Regions from separate parts of the Macaca mulatta genome. Here region 2 is linked to region 1. A link is a contact called in public Micro-C data. All regions are on one chromosome and are shown on one strand. The core of a region is the stretch at or near the end of the contact, and the rest is flanking DNA. Distances in the headings are between cores, read along the strand shown. Region 1 overlaps LOC106993126 (a long non-coding RNA gene). Region 2 has its middle 190 kb from the start of ANAPC1.

Region 1 (2,803 bases), core at 156-2,655:
GAGCATGTATTCTGTCCCAGAAACTGCTGAATTACTGCGTGAGCCCCAGCTCCTTCCATACCAAAGCCCTTCCGACTGCATGGACCTCACCACTTGTGTTCAAGCTCTTCCTTCTTCTCATCGTTCCTGGAAAGATTCTTTATGTGCTGAGGTGTTCAGCTACCCTTGACCTTGTGCTGCCTTCCACAGCATCTACTTGGCAACTTTCCAATGTCCCTCTTCACGTGGGCACAGTGACCTCCCTTGTCTGGTTTTTGGCAACCATATCCATCTGTTGGACCCAGGCACGGCACTCGCAGCCAGCTGACCTCCCTGCGTCCCTGTGTGGAAACGTGCTGCAAAGTCACATGTCTCTAAATGTGTGTGTGTGTGTGTGTGTATGTGTATGTGCGTGTGTGTATGTGTATATATATATATCTTTTAGAGACAAGATCTCACTCTGTCGCTCAGGCTGGAGTACAGTGAAGCAATCATAGCTCACTGCAGCCTTGAACTTCTGAGCTCAAGTGACCCTTGACCTCAGACTCCTGAAAAGCTGAGACTACAGACATGTGGCACCATGCCTGGCTAATTTTAAAATATTTTTTTGGTAGAGATGGGGGTCTCACTATGTTGTCCAGGCTAGTCTCAAACTCCTGTCCTCCAGTGATCCTCCCACCTCTGCCTCTCAAAGTGCTGGGATCATTCTGCATATGAGGTGGTGAGTTTTTAAAAAAACTTTAACCAAAGTAGAAGTTTACATTATCCTTGGTGTTGCCTTTTAGATTTAGCCCATTATTCTCTCATATAAAACATGAAGCTCCATATCGTCTATAACTTGGAGTGGTATCCCCTTTGCATCTTCACCAGAAGACCACTTGGATCAGTGAAGACCAAGAGCAGAGACCTGTGACATCCACTAGCGATTGTCTTCACTGCTGCCACTATCCCAGTGCTCTCGGACACCGCATTGAACACGAATATCTCCCCTTGCTGCACAAGTTTCACTGATGGGGGTAAAGGGAGTTATGAAATGTATCATATGATCAAATATGTGATAGCGATCCCACAGACGAATGGAGCGGGTGGGGATGATTTAGACGCTCAGCCAGGCTTCTCCTGATGGATACCCATCCTTCTCTGTTGTTCTCTCTTTACTGCATCCTCAAGCACGGAGAACTTTTGGTGAGGTTAGCTAACTTCAGGGCAGCTGTGAATTAGATACTGGCTGTAAGTTACCTCCAACATCCAGAGCACGTAAACGCTCGGCTGTCGATGATTGTAATTTCCATTGTTTATACATAGTCACATCCTCAGTTTGTGGGGTGGATGCATTTGATTCAATTCAGACATGCCTTTCAAGCTGGCCCTGCTGAGCCGGGCCTGACAGGCACATGGCTCATCTCATCTGCATATAACAGTCTCTTTGAAGTCCCCAGAAGTGCCTGCTCAGAGTCATGCGCAGGAGGGAAGAGGTAAGACACAGAATGAGTACAGACTGCCACCCAGCCGCAGGAGAGGTGACTGCACACCACAGGTTCCTGGTAAGGAGGTGACTCACCCGCCGACTGTCTCACCTGTCCAAAGTGTGTGTCACCTGCTCTGTGTTCACCCACTGGGTTCATCAGAGGGGCACTTGGACAAAACAGGAACGCCACTGGAGAGGGGAACAAGTGCTGCCCCCAAGTCCTTCCCTGCCCCTTAGAGTAATGCAGCCGCTGTCAGCCCATCGTCACCCCCACCTGCCCTTAGCTTGCCAGAATTATCAGAATCTCTCAATTCTAATTTCAACCCTTCTCTGTGAAAATGAAAAGGTGGTGGCAGGCAATGGACACCCTATTGAAATAGAAACTGTTCTTCATATGTCAGAAAACAGTCCCAGAGTAATCTGGGAGTAATCTGAGCAAACGGATTCAAAGGATTATTACAATTTCTTAGTCTTCTACTGCTGCAAAAGTGGCATTCTTTGATTCTTATGTTTGAGGTTCTAATTGCAGGACTTATGAGAGATCAGTCATGTTGCTTACACTGTGTGTAGTGAATCAATGTTATTCTGAAGGGCCTCCTGGAAGCAGAAGGGATTGGAGAATGTATGTCTTTTAACATGATCGTTCCCATCCTATGGGGGTTAGGCACTCTTACCTCATGTTGCAGATGAGTAAACTGAGGCTTTTGAGATTTGAGGGTGCACAGCTTGAGGTAGAGGTGGAATTTCCAGCGTCATCCAAGAAACCACGAATCTCCAATAGCTTGCACACATCCAGGTCTGCTGGATCCTACTTTCTAAGACCACTTGCAGATTAGGAGACTTCAAACAAATTATTTCCAAGGGAGGGCATCTTTCTTTGTAACCCCGACCCTGGCAATTCTCCATGGCCTCCGGGAATCCAGCCGGAAGCTCTGCGATGAGTCCTGGGGAACTCTTTTGCCCAGGCAGGTGCTGTAGGTACTCATCTGGAAAAAGGCGCTCATGACAGGTGGTGCCAACCTTCCACGGATGCTTTTCAGCATCTCTTGAGATGAGGATACAGAATTTCTCTTTCACCCTGTAAATGTGGTAAATGAGGGAATAGGATTTCCAGCTCTAATTTTTCTGAATAGGATTCAAAAATGAAACTGAATAAAAAGGTATCCAGTGAAAAACACACACCCATCCCCATCTCCCATCCAGTTCCCTCCACAACCCTTTTCTTAGTTTCTTATATGTCTTTTCAGAGTTTCTTTATGCAAATATGGTATAAACAAAAAAGAATGGGCCTTTTTCTTCTCTTCCTTATTTTCCACAAAATCTATCAAAATGGGTTTTTTTTGTTGTTGTTGTTGT
Region 2 (2,803 bases), core at 114-2,613, 210 kb before region 1:
TCCGGGAGGAATAGTGTGTCCTTTGTCTCCTCCTCCTCCTCCTCCTCCTTCTTCTTCCTTCTTTCTTCTTCTTCTTCTTCTTTTTTTTTTTTTGAGATGGAGTCTCACTCTGTTGTCCAGGCTGGAGTGCAGTGGCATGATCTCTGCTCAGTGCAACCTCTGCCTCCCGGGTTCAAGTGATTCTCCTGTCTCAGCCTCCCGAATAACTGGGATTATAGGCGCCCACCACCACACCCAGCTAACTTTTTTGTATTTTTAGTAGAGACGGGGTTTCACCATGTTGGTCAGGCTGGTCTCAAACTCCTGACCTCAGGTGCTCCACCCACCTTGGCCTCCCAAAGTGCTGGGATTACAGGTATGAGCCACTGCACCCAGCCTCTCTTCTTTAGTCCAGAAGATGGACTGTGTGAAGAAAGTCTCCATCTAGCCACTGCCCTGAGGGTTTATAAAAGTCCACCTCACCCTTACCAGCTCGAGTTCCCAAGAGGTAAGGAACTCTGTGGTAATAATTTGAACATTACAGTATCTATTCAAATAGATAGAAAACTGCCTTATTCTATTTATTATTATTACTTTTTAGATGGAGTCTTGCTGTGTCACCCAGGCTGGAGTGCAGTGGCACTATCTCAGCTCACTGAGACCTCTGCCTCCCGAGTTAAAGCCTCCCAAGTAGCTGGGTCTACAGGCACCATATTAGCCAGGATGGTCTTGATCTCCTGACCTCGTGATCCACCGCACCTGCCTCAGCCTCCCAAAGTGCTGGAATTACAGGTGTGAGCCACCTCACCCGGCCTAAACTGCCTTATTTTAAAGCTTTTAGATTGTTATGTGTTTTGGGCATCTAGTGCCTATTGAATGAATCTTATGTATGGTGAACATAATTATTTCAAAACATCTGTGATCCAATAATTCTTTAATATTATCTCCTTGAACTTGCATGGTGGCTGTCTATCACTGTTCAGGTGGAAAAGAAAGTAAATTTCTTCTTTAAATAAGAAAGGATCACAGTAACGTTTGTTGTAGGGCTGTGTATGTGTGTGTGTGTGTGTGTGTCTATCATGTTTTGATATTTAGATGCCTAGACTCAGAGCAGTAGCTCTGCTGGGGACGTAGTGAGTGACGGAATACCAGCAAATGGCCACACGTGGGTGTGCGTTCTCCACGTATGGATCAGAGACCCGGCTCACACGGAGGTTCTGCCAGCTCACACACCAGCATCCGGCAAGCAGATGGTCCTGGCAATATTCGCAGCCATTGAAAATCATGTTTTCCAAGAATATTTAATGACAGAGAGAAATATGATCTAATGTGAAGTGAATTGCATCAAGACTGTGAACTGTGTACCCAGGATGGCCTGATGACTCAGCTATAATAACCACAGGCAGGAAGTGGAGCCAACCAAACCCTGCTGACTTATTACCATGGAGGGGGAGAAGGGAGGGAAGCTCCTGTAGAAGGTGCCGAGTCCTGGGAAGGTCAGTTAACGCCTGACTGACAGGGTCAGAGGAGGGGGAGGAGGCAGCCAGGCAAGCAAAGGGGCGAGGCTGCTGGGAACAGGACAGGGCAGCACCCGTGCAAAGGTCATCATGTGGACCATTTTCCCAGGAGCCAACTCCAAACTGTCCTACCCTTTTCACTAAAGAGTGTTGGCTGCCGAGCTCTTGTTTGGCAGTTCCTTGAGGGTCGGTCCCTTAAAGTCACCTCTACACGGTCTTTAAATTTTAATTTTACAGTACCATTTGAAAGGCAACTTGAAAGTGGTCTAGTCCCGTAACTAGAGGTCCGCTGAAATGAATCTATGTGGCTTCAAAAATAAATTGCAAATGCATCTTTCAGTTGTCAACCCTAATAGTTATCAATAACTTGCTTTGGGAAAGATCTTTCATCTCTGTGTACTTAATATGGTTAGACTCTATTAATACAGATCTATGTGGCCTTTGCAAAGAGTGGTGTTTATCTATTTGTAACTACTGGTTCAGACAGAACTGAAAAGGAGGGAAAGTGGTTTGTCTTAAGACCGTGAGGAGATGGAAAAGAACACCGTCTGGTTCTGAAGTGACCGTTTTCCATGTGCCATTTTCCCAGCCCCGCTGTCCCGTGACCTCTCCCAGGATCACCTAACGAAAGAAAGAGGAACCCAGACTTCCCTTCAGGGGCCTGACACCCTGGGGGCGTGGCTGCCACAGGAGTTTCTTGGCATTCAGGCTGGGGACAACCTAATTCTTGCACCCAGAGGCCCTGTCTCACTTCCTCCAACAGTTACTGATAGGCATCGCGGGGTTAAATTGGTGTGTGTCTAAGTTCCTTCCAAGGGAAAAGTTATATACATCCTTGTTAAGAGGAAAAGGGGAAAAAAAAAGGCTTGTTTTTCTTCAGGAGATATACATGTTTATTGTTGAAAATGTGTACAGTGACTCTCTGCTGTGTATCTTCCTGTTTTTTAAAATTTTTATTTTTAAATAATTATAGACTCACATGAAGTTGTAAACATAGTACAGACAGGTCCTGGGCACCCTCCACCCAGGTTCCCTCATTGGTCATATCTTACGTAATTAGAGTACAGTACCCAAACCAGGAAGCTGGCATTGGTATATTGTGTGTATATAGTTTTATGACATTTTATTACACGTGGAGAGCCCCGAAACCACTACCGCAATCAGGACACAGAACTGTTTCATCACCACAAAGGGACCCTGTGCTTCCCCTCTGCAGTCACACTCCCTCCGCCCCCATCATCCCCCACCCCCGGTAACCACTAATCTCTTCTCTATGTCTATATGTTATGTAAATGGAATCACACAAT

What was found. Hi-C and Micro-C count contacts between places; a contact is called where the count stands out from the background.
Region 2: a Micro-C map of CD4 T cells shows a contact between it and region 1, with 20 times the contacts expected there. The contact joins two enhancer-like sites. A contact is called at or near these places in 3 of 14 Hi-C or Micro-C datasets (CD4 T cells, blood and fibroblasts).

The regions. Positions count from the first base shown.
Region 1 is chr13:21,603,428-21,606,230 of T2T-MMU8v2.0, reverse strand. The region is part of intron 1 of LOC106993126 (a long non-coding RNA gene); the gene reads left to right. Among named protein-coding and RNA genes, the nearest start is that of BCL2L11, 370 kb to the right of the region's middle. Within about 2 kb of position 1,405, at least 6 of the 40 cell types and tissues checked have an H3K27ac peak or open chromatin away from gene starts, as enhancers often do. A contact at or near this core is called in CD4 T cells and blood, where this site is marked.
Region 2 is chr13:21,818,306-21,821,108 of T2T-MMU8v2.0, reverse strand. No RefSeq gene overlaps it. Among named protein-coding and RNA genes, the nearest start is that of ANAPC1, 190 kb to the left of the region's middle. Within about 2 kb of position 1,363, at least 13 of the 40 cell types and tissues checked have an H3K27ac peak or open chromatin away from gene starts, as enhancers often do. A contact at or near this core is called in CD4 T cells and blood, where this site is marked.